Regions from separate parts of the Mus musculus genome. Here regions 2 and 3 are each linked to region 1. Evidence: chromatin contacts called from public promoter capture Hi-C data. All regions are on one chromosome and are shown on one strand. The core of a region is the stretch at or near the end of the contact, and the rest is flanking DNA. Distances in the headings are between cores, read along the strand shown.

What was found. Promoter capture Hi-C pulls out the DNA fragments that hold promoters and counts their contacts.
Region 2: a promoter capture Hi-C map of pre-B cells shows a contact between it and region 1, with 4 times the contacts expected there. The contact joins the enhancer-like site here to the promoter of Cdca7l in region 1. A contact is called at or near these places in 4 of 39 promoter capture datasets (hippocampal neurons, liver and pre-B cells).
Region 3: a promoter capture Hi-C map of cranial neural crest shows a contact between it and region 1. The contact joins the promoter of Tmem196 here to the promoter of Cdca7l in region 1. A contact is called at or near these places in 4 of 39 promoter capture datasets (cranial neural crest, embryonic stem cells, hippocampal neurons and 1 more).

The regions. Positions count from the first base shown.
Region 1 is chr12:117,840,733-117,845,901 of GRCm38.p6, reverse strand. It overlaps Cdca7l (cell division cycle associated 7 like), which reads right to left and starts at 2,041. Exons shown (of 10, transcript NM_146040.1): 1 at 1,945-2,041. The coding sequence starts at 1,968.
Region 2 is chr12:119,962,319-119,967,487 of GRCm38.p6, reverse strand. All of the region lies in intron 1 of Tmem196 (transmembrane protein 196), which reads right to left. Among named protein-coding and RNA genes, the nearest start is that of Tmem196, 19 kb to the right of the region's middle. Within about 2 kb of position 1,922, at least 2 of the 459 cell types and tissues checked have an H3K27ac peak or open chromatin away from gene starts, as enhancers often do. A contact at or near this core is called in pre-B cells, where this site is marked.
Region 3 is chr12:119,943,068-119,948,236 of GRCm38.p6, reverse strand. Tmem196 (transmembrane protein 196) reads right to left here and starts at 2,110. Exons shown (of 5, transcript NM_001294154.2): 1 at 1,617-2,110. The coding sequence starts at 1,763.

The sequences.
Region 1 (5,169 bases), core at 792-3,291:
GGTGCAGCCAAGCTGCCTCTCTGGTTACTTGACTATTTATAAGGCTAGAGACTGGAAGATTGCAAAATTTAGCATCTCTCGGTTCAACGGTCTTCTCATCTGCACTCACCTGCCACCCCACAGAACCACTCACAGACCATGTCAATGAAGATGACTGTGCTCACTTTTAAACTATGAGGAGCTTACAAACAGAAAAAAAAATTCATCTTAATTTGTGCTACCAATTAAGAGATCTTTATAGGTGTGTGTATGATCATCTTATACATAGTAATCTGCCCTAATTGGTGTATAATGGGTAGGATGTAATTTGTAGATTGCCCCCTCCCCCCCCCAGTAAATAGTTTATTAAAGCTTCACAGTGTAACAATAAAATGTTCCGGTCTAGCTGCACAGTTTAATACATCCTGAATTTTCAAATGCCCTGAATACAGGGATCCTAGTTGCAAAGAGCTTTCCAGTAAAGTGACAGGTTTTGGAAATGATACAGTGAGTTACATTTTCTGAGGAACTACGAAAGCTCCTGTCTCTTTCCACCAGGCTGGAGCTGCAGCCCAGTTTGCAGATTTTGCCTAACATGCAGGAGGCCCAGGGTTCACCCCCAGCACATCATACACCAGGCATCCAAGCAGGGAAAGAATCCTGAATCTAGAAGTGGAGGCAAGATCTATAATCTGCTCTACAGAAAGTGGAGACCACTCTGTGATGAATGAGACTGTCCTGAAAAAACAAAGCAATTTCACTTTCCCTTTCCAAAGGTGTTTTGTTACTTCCTGGAGAAGCTCAGGCTAGCCACGTGCAAAAGCAAAACAAAAACAACAACAAAAACCCTAAAGCCTGAGTCTAGCTCAGTACAGTTTTTCTTTTCTCCCTTCACTGGTGAAACCTTTTAAAATACTTTCTCACAAACCTCCACTTTCAGGACATTCTCAGCGGTCACTAACTGGACAAAGTGGCCACTGGTATCTAGCCAGCTAGCTAGTTCTCTAATTTGCCAGCACAAAGGTAAGTGCCAGACCTGGGCAGGCCAGGTCTGGTAAAGCTTGGGCGCTGTTCCACCAGGCTCAGAGTCTACAGGTAGACTACAGGGGTAAACGCAGTTCAAGAAAGGCTACATTCATGTAAAATATCCCGCACCCCACGAGCAGGGGGCTGGCCATTCCTTCTCTTTTCAAAGTTTTTCTTAGTTCATTTTTAAAAATGATTTGCTTATCACTATATTAAAAAGTGTGTGTCTGTTTAGGTGTCTTGTGGTTGTCGTTTTTTTAACAGAGTGATAATTTTAAGTAGAGAAAAACCTTGAGACTGTAAACTAACAGAAATCACAATCCTGGCACGCAATGACCCTTTGGAAGACTTATTCTCAAGTGTTAGTGAAGTTTCAAAACTTAAATTAGACCCATAATGCATAATGGATTTGCCCTTCGCTTAAGATTTGCAATCTTGAAGTTGTTTGTTAACTTGGCCTAAAGATGTTACTTACCATTTGCCAAGTAGTAAATTTATTAAAGTTCTAGAATAAAACCTACAGCAACTCAATAAAAGACTGGTATAGTGTGAGTCTCGAGATTTCTTTCTTTCTTTTTTTTTTTTTTTTTTTTTTTTAATTGCTTTTTTCTTAATCTTCCTGACCTCTGGTGCCAGTTCCGGCGAGGAAGGGGGTTGGGGAGAAATTGCACGCTGCCCTCCCGCGCGCCCCTCCCCCAGGTCTCGGGGCGCTGCACCCCGTAGCTCCCGGCCTGCAGCTCCAGAATAGGCATCCCCACCTGAGCCCCGGCTGCAGGGGCCAAACCTGCAGACCCGGGGTGGTACAGCAGGGAGCCACGCGCACTCCTACAGGACCTAAGTTCCCAGCACCCGGCCCTCCGCGTGGACCAGCCCGGCAGGACAGGGCGGGGCGGGGCATGCAGAAAGCGGCCGGGGACCAGGGCTGGGGGAAACCCTCACCTGGGAGCGCGTGGCCAGCTCCATCTTCCCTGCTGGGCTCACTTCCCTGAGCCCTGCACGCGGCCACCCGGGCTGGCGCGGCCCCGAGCACGCAGCGCGCGGAGTTTGCCGTGGAACAGCGCACTGAGTTCAGATGGGGGGGACAGCGCGGCTCCGCGCGCACCGCGCAACCTCGCACAGCCTCGGGCCACGCGCCCGCACCCGGGCCTCTCCACCTGCGGTCCAAGCCTTAAGGCCGGCGCGGGAGCGCGCAAAGGGAGCGCGCGACCGGCATTGGCCGGCGTGTTTGGTTGCGCGGGCTTCCCCCTACCGCGCAGGTCCGCGGTGGAGCCGTCCGCTCAGGTTCGCGCGGGAGACTCAAGCTGAGGCTGCACGCGCCTCTGAGCTCCGGGTACCTGGCCCGCTCAAACTCCGCAGCGCCAACCTCCGTGTCCTCGTGGCCTGAGTTCCAGGAGTGTTGCGTAGAGGCCGCGGAGCTGGCTTTGCTTTGTTGTTGGTAAGGGGCGTGGTCTGTGCGCCTCCGAAAAAGTGGCTGCCCAATTCACTGCAAAAGCCAATCACCCAAGTTTTCTAACACTGGGCAGAGGGCGACGCAGCACCCTGCACACCACACACTACAAGCAAGACCTCCGTTCTTGCCAGAGCTCCCCAGTAAGTGCCTAGATGCTAGTCACTAGCACCTACTCACCGCGGAAATGCTGGGATAGGCCTCCTGACTCAGGAATAAACAAAAACTATCTACTAGGTTGAACTTTATGGACTGGGAGCCATTACCCCCAGGATAATATGAATAACCATAGTGATAACGCAAATCTCATGATGATGATAATTATGTCACCATCACTAATTTGATGGATAATTGAAATGATTAGTAACCTAATTCCTACCACTGATTAAAAATGATAAATCTAATAATGAAAGTGCATGGACATGTAAACTTGGAACAAGTTAGATGCCATGAGGGACTGGGGAATGGTAATCTAATGGCATGGAGTGGGCTGGAGGCATCAAAGACTTAGAGCTTGAGTCAGTAGCCTGAGGCATTTAATGAGTGGAGACAGTGGGAGGCCCAAAGCAAGCCTGAGGAGCTGAAAAATGACAAGTGGAAAGGTTTAGCACAGGATGGGGTCATGAGGTGATACAGTAACAGCTTGCCTGAGTAGAAGTTTATGCAGCCAGTCTCAGCTCCTTGGATCCAGTACTCATCCTTCTGTTGTTGCTGAATGAATAGTTGAAGTTGCCAGAATGTTCTCTCAGGCTTCAGGAGGAAACGTCAAGGAAAGAGGTGTCTTGCTTTCTTCGTTAGTTGAGCAACATGTTACCAGTGTTGGGGAATGAAGTTAAGAAAACAGTGTCTAACTTTAGAAATGCACATGGCCTGGCTTAGTTGCCTATAATCCCAGTTCTGTGGAGGCAGGGGCAGGAGGATTCTGAATTTGAGACCCTACCTCAAAACAGAAGAAAAGAAAAATGCTTTACTTCTCCCGGATAATGTGTATTATTGCTGTGACTACTTCATATGTAGTATTTCCTAGAATTCTCTCAACATTCATCCAGATACCCCTCGACAGCAGCGTTCCACCAAACCAGAAAACATTTTCAGGCTTCTAGAGTACACCCAACATTCTTTCTCCCGTTTTTCTTTTTGTTTCCTTAGGTTGCCAGGAAGAACAGTAAAAATGTATTAATCAAAGCTAGTTTTAGTCTAAGATAATTGTATCTTCCTGTGATCTAAGGGCTGTGTTTGCAGTTATTTCTATTATTATTTCTACTGTAGACTACATACAGCAAATCCCTATTGTAAAGGGAGCATTGGTTTGAAGTAGCAAAGCATTTGGAACCTAGCTATCATTGGGAACCTATTTAGACCACTGGACCTTCCCACTTTAGAAGCCTTCATTATGCAGCCTATGCTTGGTTACTTCCTGTCAGCTTGACACAAATGTAAATAGACCTAGGAAGAGGAAATCTCAAATAAGAAATTGCTTTCAACAGGTTAGCCTTTGACCATGTCTGTGAGACAGGTCCATGCCATCCCTGCATAGGCAGGCCTGGGTTATATATTATAAGCAAGCTGCCAAGTTCTGCTGCTTGGTTGGTTCTGTGGGGATCATTCTTATTCAAACCACCACAGGATTCAGTGTCCTCATCTGGCCTCTGCTGACACTTCATGCAGGTTTTGTGTGTGTGTGTGTGTGTGTGTGTGTGTGTGTGCGCGCACGCACACAGGTAAAACATCCAGGCACATAAAATAAAAACGAATCCACTAAAAATGTTTCTTTAAGGGAATAAGAACTGTCTATAGTTCCCTGAATGGATGAGATGTGAACCTTGGCATAAGAATCCACCACTGTCAACCTGCCACTCTGCTGCATGTTGAAGACTTCAGAGGTACTTCACAAACAGCAGATGCAAGATGATCTGCTGCAGGACTGGTAAGATGGCGCAGCGGTTAAGAGCACAGACTGCTCTTCCAAATGTCCTGAGTTCAAGTCCCAGCAACCACATGGTGGCTCACAACCATCCATAATGAGATCTGACACCCTCTTCTGGTGTATTTGAAGACAACTACAGTGTACTTACATATAATAAATAAACAAAATCTTAAAAAAGAAGAAGAAGAAGAAGGAGAAGGAGAAGGAGAAGGAGAAGGAGAAGGAGAAGGAGAAGGAGAAGGAGAAGGAGAAGGAGAAGGAGAAGGAGAAGGAGAAGAAGAAGAAGAAGAAGAAGAAGAAGAAGAAGAAGAAGAAGAAGAAGAAGAAGAAGAAGAAGAAAATCTGCTGCCCGTTCCCTGAACTTATGGGGGAGAGATGCTATTCCCTTGTGAGGTAAGCCTCTCCACATGGAAGGAAAGCAAGGTTCTTAGCAAGGACAGGAAACTGAAGTTAAGGGAAATCTGGCCCAAGCAAGCTTAGCCCAATGAACTCTTATCTTTGTACCCACTGAACTCAATTAACTAGCCTCGCCAAGGACCTTCTTCTTATCAGACTTCTACTTTCTTTGGCAATTCCCAATGCAATATGGAAATCTTTTACCTCATCTGCTGAATTTTTATGAAATAAATTTGTGTGGTTTTGTCCTGTTATCTACCTTATGCCAGTCTGATTCATGGGCCCAGCCAGACCATTAGAGAAGCTAGCCTAGTCCACAGTGTTTACTCTGTAAAAGGAGCCCACCACATCCTGAATCAGGTTCCTTAGGCTTAGTATTTAAGTATTATACATT
Region 2 (5,169 bases), core at 673-3,172, 2.1 Mb before region 1:
TTTCTTTTCAGTTTGCCAACAAGTCTGCTGATCATTATCTATTGTCAGACTGAATTCAAGTTATCTCATTTATCTTGAGTGTATCATCTATGCTCATTTGTCTTCTTTAGTTGGAACTTTTATTCACATTCTTAACCTACTGATTGATTTTGTTAACTTGACATAAACCTAGACATATTTTAGAAGAGGAAGTCTTATGTGAGAAAATTCCTCTATAAGTGTTTGAAATACTTTCTTGATTAATGATAAATATGGAAGATCCCAGACCAGTGTGAGCATTGCTACTTTGAACAGGTGGTCCTGAGTTTTAAAGAAAGCAGGCAAAGCAAGTTTAAGAAGCCAACAGGTGAGTAGTATATACTGATCAGTAATACATTCTGATTCAGCTTGGAAAAATGAACTCCACAGAGGATGAAACAATAGAGAAGCAAAGATACTAAGAAGCAATCCATGGTCTCTGCTCCAGTTCCTGCCTCCAGGTTCTTACACTGAGTTCCTGCCAAGACTTCTTTCAGTGATGGAGTGTAACCTGAAGGTTGTGAGAATGAAATAAACCTTTTCTTCCCCCAAGTTGCTTTTGGTCATGAGCTTTTAGCACAGCAATAGAAATCCTAAGACATACCTTTTCTTCAGAGTTCACTTGAAATTCTTTCATCAGACTTAATACCATCTATTTTTTTTCTATTCTCAGAGTAACCTTTTGAGGGTGGTATTACATTTGACTCATTTATTTAGTATCTATGTCAATATATTTGGAGCTCTGTAAGGAAGAAAACGTGTTTTATTCATCTTAAAACTACCACCATCTCATTTCTTCCATCTGGAGTATTCTGTGTGTTCATTGGATTAGAGCAGGCATTTGCTAAAATGTTGGAATGGAAAGATAAGTGCGTGGTTTTATATTCATGAGCTATTCTTAGCTCCGCAATACTTATTTGTAAGATAAAGTGATAGTTTTAATTACCATATTTTACTAAAGTTGCACGTTTAAAGATAATCAGTGACCTCTTACTTTTTGTCCCTACTCTCCTTGGACTCTGTTACTGGATTTTTCCCTTTGTTCATCCTTTTGAATTTTGTAAAGTCTGAGAATTCTTCTTACTATATGTTTTTGTTAGGGTTTCTTTTGGTATGAACCAAGACAATTCTTATTAAAAACAACATTTAATTGGGCTGGCTTACAGTTTCAGAGGTTCATTCAGTTCATTGTCATCAAGGCTGAAAGCATGGCAGTGTTCAGACAGGCATGAAGCTGGAGGAGCTGAGAGTTCTACTCTAGTTCCAAAGGCAAACAGGAAAACACTGGCATCCTCAGGCAGCCAGGAGGAAGCTCTCAAAGACCCCCTCTACAGTGACACACTTCCTCCAACAAAGCCACACCTCCTATTAATGCCACTTCATCGGTTAAGCATATTTAAACAACCACACTACATGTAGTTGCATCTTCAGCTATTACTCCTCTCTCAACAACTTTTCACATCTATGCATCGAGCACTGTCTTCCTTTGAACCCAGTCAGAGTTCCAACTGTCTCTTCCAACACAAAGCTTACACTTTAATTACACTTTAAAAATCTTTAATATATACTTTTATCGCATCAGCTAGTGTTTAGAGCAGCAGAAGGCTGCTATTTTGATTTTTCACAATTTATTTATCACTATCTTGGTAATTATGCTTATTTTTATGTTGAAGAAATCATGTATATCTTATCCTTGGTTGTAAGTTTCTCATTCCCCACAGCTCTGTGAACTAGGGCTGAATTTATTAGGATAGTTTAGTACTTGCTTTAGAATTATACAACAAAGTAAGGTAAGAGAAAAAGAGGACAAATATTAGAAATTTTGTTTCTTTAGTTAGTATCTGCTGGCCCTAGAAATGAGAGTCATATCAGACCTACTTGTGGTCATGGCATGGAAAGTGAAAGTAAGCCCAAGGCACTAAGCTGCCTCACAAACCTCCTTTATTGCCTGGGTGTCCCAACAGCTATTATCTTACTACTGGAAACCTTTTCCCCTCTAGAGTTTCTCATTTCTGGAAATAGCACAGTGATCCACTCTTTTCTCATTTCAATATGTAGAAGTCCTTATCAATACTTCCTTCATACTCCCATATGCTATATTTAGTGAAACTCATGACATTGTTCCTATGATTTCCAGGAAATTTCCAAAACCTTTGTTCCAGTATCCATTCCATTGCTTCAGCATGATTCCCAGGCACTAGCATTTCTTATCAGTGCTACAAAAACGGTTTCAAGTTAGTCTTTCCTTGACTTATCAAATCAATTGATATTTGAAATTTTTACCTTCATGTTTAAAAATATTTCAAAGATATCCAAAACATTTATATGGACCACAATCTATAGAATGAGCTATCATTTTCTTGAGTTTTAACCTTTACTGAATTTTACTGGAGCTTTTCAAACGTACAAAATTCTTCCTCCTACAAGGACCTGACATGTGATGCTTCATTTTCTTGTAGTCTCCTTATTCCCTATTTGAATGGTGCCCATTCATGACTCAGTTTGCTGCTTCAGTATTCATTGTTGCTTCATGGAAGTGTCCATCAACTTTCTTAAGTGAGTCATGCTATCCTCACTTTTCTTATTGCATTGTGACTAAACAGATAATATTAATCTACTTCAATAATATAAACAATGGAAAAGGTAAAGCCTTTGCATTATCGTGGGACTTTTTTTTTCTGATTCTCTAGTACAATAAAGCATAGCACAACATTTGATACATAATACAAGGGTGGATACTTCATGAAAAGGTGTACCACTGAAAACATTCATTATCCTGCCTATCACAAATGGATTTTCAGTTTGGTGTTCCTGATTCAGAACGCTCACCAATCTCTATAACCCAGGCAGAGTGTGAGTCTCTATCTCCACACCCTATCTTCAGCATTTTCCACAGTCCATAGCCTGCTACATTTTGAAGATTCTGCTTCCTTGAGGTTTATCACAGCAGCAATTTTTACTGCCATTCTCAGTGGTGTTTCCTCTACTCTGATCATTAATTTTAGCAAGAAAGGTAGGAATAACCTCTTTGTTTCTAATTCTTTACACTTATTTACATGGTTATTAAAAGAATAGATTAGACATGTGGATTTTATTCTCAGAAACTTTAAAATAATTTAATGGTCATTCCTTACTAACACAAATGCAATTCTAATATCATCATATAGGGCCATAGTTATCAATGCTTAGACTAAGACTACTCTTGATTTTTTGTGCATTTTGTGCTCTGGCACCAACATTCTCTTTGCTATTCTCTGACTTTCATGGGCTATACTTTCACCAACTTGACATGACATACTTTTCTCATTTTTCTTGTATCCTCTGTATTTGTATTTGTGTTTACTAGGAGGTAGTCTAATGTGTGGTTAAAGTGACTTCTCTGTGGGTGGATTAGGAGGTTTAAAGCATGGGTTTGTAGCTTTTAGAAAGCTACTTAAATTGTTTCTCACTGTTTCTTTCTTAACTAGATTCATGAGTGTATAACTCAAATCATTATTTAAAATATTAAATAAAAGAGTAGACATCAATCACTTAGATGAACCCCAGAGCCAAATGCTCATAGTTTCTTGCATTTATTTTTGGACCATCAGTTGGGTGTAGAACCCAGTGTGCTACCAGTTGTCAAAATGATTTTCTAGGGAAATTACACTTCCCTTCATGTATTAAAGCTTTGTTTTTATGAAAAGCTACTTTTATAATACCAGTTATATTAAAAAACAAACAGAAAAAAGACAATGGATGATAAGTGATCTGAATTTTAAAATAGGAAAAACTATGTGGTAAACATGATCAACTGCACTTTCCAACTCTACAGGAATTTTGTACAAGCAATGTGAAAATGTACCATAAAACATGAATAGGTATTGAAGGGCTTTGTTACCAAAATACAGTTAATTGTGCACTAAGGGGAAACAATTATACTATGCAGACAGGAACTCCTGGATTTCCTTAGTTTTTCTTATGTACATATTTACGCTAGGCAAGTCAATGGGATTTTCTAAGCCTCATCTTTAGAAAAAGGAATGTGGATTAAATGAAAATGAGACCTTATTATAGTTTTGATAGTCTCTTATCACCAAATTACATGGTTTTATTTTTTCTCATTCATTTTAGTAGATATTTCTCCACTATCTATCATGATATAAGCTACAGCTTTTTTGATACTAAGGAAGTGATGTATAATTGTTACAATTTCTATTATCTTTATAAAAATGAGACTAGTATTAATATCACTCGGTTATGGGTTAAAGGGTGAACTCATGTGAAAAGTCTATAAATATTTATTCTCTTCCTCTTTTTGGAAAAATTCCTTAAACACTCACTTGGTATTTGGAATCATTTTAACTAGACATTATTTTGAGCACTAATGTAAGATCTCTCTCTCTCTCTCTCTCTCTCTCACACACACACACACACACACACACATGCACAGGAATTTCAGTGATTCTTGAAAGATGAGAACATGAATACATTTCTGGTTAGAAGAAGTCAGCAGAAACCTTGCCTCATCACTTTGGTACTTCACAGATGCCACTTGGAATAATTCTGATAAAAATGTCACATAACGACTGATTTTACCATAATTTTCTCAAACCACTAAATGTAGAAAGGACTGTGTCAGGAAAGCAGGGCATGTAGGTATCCATTTGGTAAAATATGCTGTAACATTCAACTGTCTCTGGTCTTATTCACTAAGTCTGTCTTTCCCTTTGCTAGACATCAAAATGTCTTAAAGTCACTTTTAACTCAAATTGTCTTTGATTACTTATTGCTCATCTCTTACTGAAACAAAATGGGAAAAGATTGTTGGCAAGCTACATACTTGTTTTGGTAAAAACAGTGTCTATAAAAGCTACATATAGTAGAAATTTAATGTAAACCCTAACATATGTTATCTGGCAACTGGCTTAAGAGAAAGGTGGAATTAGTTTTAATAGTAGATTTTCTTTGGTCTAATGTCTAATGGTTTGTTCATATAATAAGGAATTATATTTATCACTTTTCATACTCAGTCTTTGGAACTTAATGTGTATGATACACTTTCAGCACACCTCAATTCAGGTTATCCACATTTAAAGAGCTTAATGTCACATGGGGCAGGTGGCTACTATATTTAAGTATATACATCTCTATGTCATCCACTTATAGTAA
Region 3 (5,169 bases), core at 861-3,360, 2.1 Mb before region 1:
CTCAATTTCTTGTGTTTAATGAATGGGAGACATGAGGCATTTTTTTTGAGCCATCAGAACATATTTCACCTCTTTTTAAAAATATGCTTGCATTGTATTTTATTTTGATAGTTGGGCATTAGAAATTTTATTAATAATAATAACCACAATTCTCAAAATACTTATAACCACGTAATAGATGTGGAATTTAAGATGGACCCCTTATTCTTTCAAACTCAAAGTTATACTTACATTGGCAACATTTCCATATTAAAGAACAAGATAGTTAATGTGGGTTGATATAAACTTATAGAATTCAAAAAAAAGATTCTAGGGGTAATTTAATGCTAGAATTGTTCTTTTCCTTTTTGTCTTTTAAGTTGTTTAATCTATAAACATGTATCATACCTGAAAAAAAGTATAAAAGCCAATTATTCAAGGTACAATTTCACAGTACTCAGAGGGCTGGAACACCTTTTATGAATGACTTTGGAATGGATTTTCTTAAATTCATAAATGATCTTTCTCTTAGTAATTTAGTGATGAAATCGTGATTGTTAAATGGAGTATGGATTGTCAACAGCAGAATAGCTCCTTAATAAATTATGCAGGAAATACAATCAAGTTAGAGACTCAGGTTGGCATGGCAGCTATGAGGAGCTAGGAGAGAGAGGGGAAAAGGAAGGAGGATCAACACACACACACACACACACACACACACACACACACACACTACACACACACACACACACACACACACACACACACACACACACACACACGAGAGAGAGAGAGAGAGAGAGAGAGAGAGAGAGAGAGCGCCTTTTCATTATCAGGTAGTTATTTTATTGATTTTGGTGGCTTCCTTGCAATTCTTCCTACATGAGCAAACAAAATGTTTGTTAGGTCTGCCCCTGACCTGAAACAAAACAAAACAAAACAACCCCCCCCCCAAAAAAAACCCAATATTGTTTTCTGAGTAGATAAGCACACTTTAAAGTGAGTTACTCTACCATTAGGATGGCATTACATTTCTTACTGCTGTTTGTTTAACTGGTGGCCTTGAACTTACAACAGAATATTCAGAAGTGAGTATGAGAAAGGTAGCAAGGCAAATTGAAAGCAGTGCTTTCTGAGACAATGCTCATCTTTCCTCAGACCTTTCAGAGGCTCAGCTCACTTTCCATTTTGGTCATATCACTGTTGCATCGGTGCACCTTGAGCATACTGCCCACATATAAACAGATAACTACCCCTTGCTTGCTCTTTGTACAATAAAATGATGTAACATTTTCAGTAAAAGACATAAACAAGTGAGTTTGCCCTTGTCAGGTGTAACCCTGTAAAGACTAACACTGGTCAGTCTTGCAGAATCCTCAAACTGACCCTCCTCCCCTCAAGTTTAAATAAAGCCATTCATTTTAGTTTTAAATCCAGTGAAGAGGAAAAAAGCTTCCCTAATACACAAAAAGACAATATAAACCAGCAGAGCTTGTCAATTGGAACCTACAGGCAGAGGAGTATTATAATATTGTTTTCCCAGGAGACAGTGACTAAGGCACGCACACACTGACCATCCCCGAAAAGAGGTAAAGAGAGAGTGAAATGGCTCAACGTACACACACCCCGCTCCATACCGGGGACGAGTCTCCGAGCTGCGGCGTGTGCTCTCGGAGAGCCAGGCTGAAGCTGACCGCCCCCACGGCCACGCTGGACACCCCCAGCCCTATCTCCAGCACAGAGAGCACCAAAAGGCTCCCAATGATCTGGCCGCTGGTGCACATTCTCCTTGGGTCATCATTCCTTCCAGCTCAGAGATGAAAGCTGATCATCTACCTTCTTTCTTCCAAAGTCCTCCTCAGCCCCTTCCGCCCCCTACCACAGTCCAGCTCCTCAAACTTTTCTTTCTTCACCAGCAAAACATTATCCACAAGGTCTGGATTTTCAGAACCAGAGAACCATTTCCGTGGGCCTGGCCAGAGAAGACAGCTAATCCAGCCCGTGGCGGGTTCACACAGGGACTGTTGAGCGATGGGTGGGAGTCCAGAAGCTTTTATTGAGGAGCCAGGCTCTGGAGAACGGACTCTGGATCGGAAGCCTTGCCAGTGTCGGAGGCGCAGTCCAGAGTTCTGCCGTGTCTCTGCTCTGCGCCCCCAGGAGCCTTCCGCACCTCTCTGGCTCCCTTCTTCCTGGCGGAGGAACCAAGCTTGATTTCCTAGTAATAAAGGGGAGCTGCTTACAACTCCTCTCCGCCTGTCCTCTCGCCTTCCCTCCTTTGTTTTCCTGTCTGCGCAAAGTGCTTCTGTGAGTCTCTAGGTCTCTAGGCAGAGCGGGTGGATGGTATTCAGCACCACGTTCCTAGCACTTGCTGTGTCGCCAGAAAAAGCGACCTTGTCTGATGGCCTCTTTCCGTCTGGATTTTTTTCCCCCGTTGTTGTCCTCTTCCTCCCCCCTCTCTTGAATCTGATTCTCTCTCATTGCTATGACCTCATTGGGGTTTAGGAGGCTAACGGAGGAGGGAGAATCCTGATGTATTTGTGGGTCTAGGACCAATACTCTTGGCTGACCTCTGATTCGCCCCGCCCCTGCACCCAACCTAAGTATCCTAAACTCGTTACTCCTCTACTCAATTCCTCTTGGGTTTCTGCCTCAGACAGGAGGGGTGGCTATGCCTGGTCCTTATATCAATATAGGCTCATTCTATGCAAAACTTTCCTCTACATGTACTTTTCTCTGGTTCAGGAGCAAAGGAAAACCAAGTGCACGGAAATAGAAAGAAGCCAGACCCCTGATTATACAAAGATTTGAGCGGACCCTCATTGGAGGACTCATTTATATCAGTGAGCCCAGACTGGAGCCTGCTCTTTAAGAGAGAGGGTCCATTCTGCTATCACTACTTTGTACCTTCTTATCCTAGAGGGAAGAAGCTGTCTGCTGGAGGCATATTTTCCTTGATAGCTACATACCTGAGAGGCATAGTCAGAAGCAGCTTACAGAGACCCTGTGTTGTTATCTCATTTCAGTTGAGATACATACACTTAAGTACTACACCAGAACAAGCATTACTTATAAACAGAGAAAAAGTCTGACCTAGTACAAAACTGATTTTGACCATCTTCAATTCTGAATCATTATGGCAGGGACTCAAGCGTGGGCTGTGTGATTTTGTTGCTCTTTCTGGTGAATTTTGGGAGCCTAGATATAGTGGAATTGCTTATATTTTACTGATCCCCCCCCCCCCCCCAGGAAACATCTCAAGGTGTTCTACTGAAAATTTTCTGGATGAGTTCTGAGTTATGGATTCATCAACCATCTTTCTCAAGAACTTATTCTTCAGTTAGAGATGCGTTGAAGGGAAATATAGACAAAGGGGACCACAATATGAGGGCATCTTTGCCTCTGCCCACATGCAGACAAATACACAGTAAGCTCCTTTGGGATTACATGACGCATTTTTTATTTTCAAGAACCAATGTGAGGAAACAGAAGCCCTAATTCTGCCCCAGGAGTGTCAGTTTTACCTTTATATATTTGATTCAGAACATGCTTCATAGCTTAACTTCTACACTCTCATTTCTTTTTTTATGATATGCTTATTTTACAAGTTTTAGAACTTGAGAAAAAGAAAATCAAAGAAGGATTGCGAGTTATTAAATGTTAAGGAATTTTCAGCTATTGTGATATTCAGAGCACAACTTATATAAGTGATGTTGACTGATAATTAGTGATGTTCCTTTCCACTTCTCAAAACATTTCCCTCCAGATAACCAGTTTCCAGAATTTCTCAAGCAGTTTGTGGATTTAAAAAAGCAATACTTATGATATTTAAATATTGTATAAGTCAAACGTAAACAGAAATGAGACATCTATGCTACTTCACTTCTGGTTTGAATTTAGCTACTTTGTTTTGTCTTTCTATTTTTTATTCTTTTGGAGGAAGAAAACAAGTTATGATCATCAAAAGGTATTAGTGTAGTTTTCTGTGGAAAAGAATTACCCTGGGAGAGAATTATAGTGAACACTCATTTGATGTTAACCATATAGGAGTTTTAAAGGAACAAAGAAACATGTCACCTCTTGAGTTTGATTGTTCATTACTGACAGACATGATCATTTGAAGCCAGTTACTTCAGTATCTAAAACTCTAGTCATATACCCAAATATAACCACCCTTGATTGATTCTGGATCACTTGTATAAAACACAAAACTTCTGAAAATCACAATTAAACCAGAACAGATTAAATCTATGAGTAGCTACAGTTGAGTTAAGAGCAAACAAATATTTTAGGAGTGATATATTAAAAAATTATTATCTACAGAAGAAATTAATTGTCCCATTCCGACTACCAACATTAGAACTGCAAGACATTTACAATACCTTTTCTTTGACACAAAGTATATTTTACATTTTCAAACAATGTAAAGAGTTTCCTAAAGTGATTCCAAATACTTTTTTTTTTTTTGCTGATTAAGACATAGTTATTTTCTTTTTTTTCACTTTTTATTTTTTAATTGGGTATTTATTTCATTTACATTTCCAATGCTATCCTAAAAGTCCCCCACACGCTTCCCCACCCACTCCCCTACCCACCAACTCCCACTTCTTGGCCCTGGCGTTCCCCTGTACTGAGGCATATAAAGTTTGCATGACCAACGGGCCTCTCGTTCCACTGATGGCCGACTAGGTCATTTTCTGATTCATATGCAGCTAGAGACACGAGCTCCGGGAGGGGGGTATTGGTTAGTTCATATTGTTGTTCCACCTATAGGATTGCAGGTTCCTTCAGCTCCTTGGGCCAAATACTTTTAACATTTCTTCATACTCACAAAAATCAAGAACAAAAACAGAGTTCAAGCTGAAAAATTATTATTCTTATCATTATCTCTCAAAATCATGTCAAAATAATTATAATAGGCCAGCCTGGTCTACAGAATGAGTTCCAGAAAAACTCTGTCTCAAAAAAACCACCCCCCCCAAAATTAAACTATAAACCAAGATAATTCATATAAAATCCATTCTATCTAAATTCCAGTGCATTCACAATCCAGGATTTAATTTTTCTTACATCACAGCAAGTATTTCTCATGAGATCCATTGAGAAGGTTCAACACTTCTTCATATTTAATAAGAGCAAAACACAAGCTTGCTACCTGCTGTCTTGTGTATGATATAAATGAATGTACAGGTA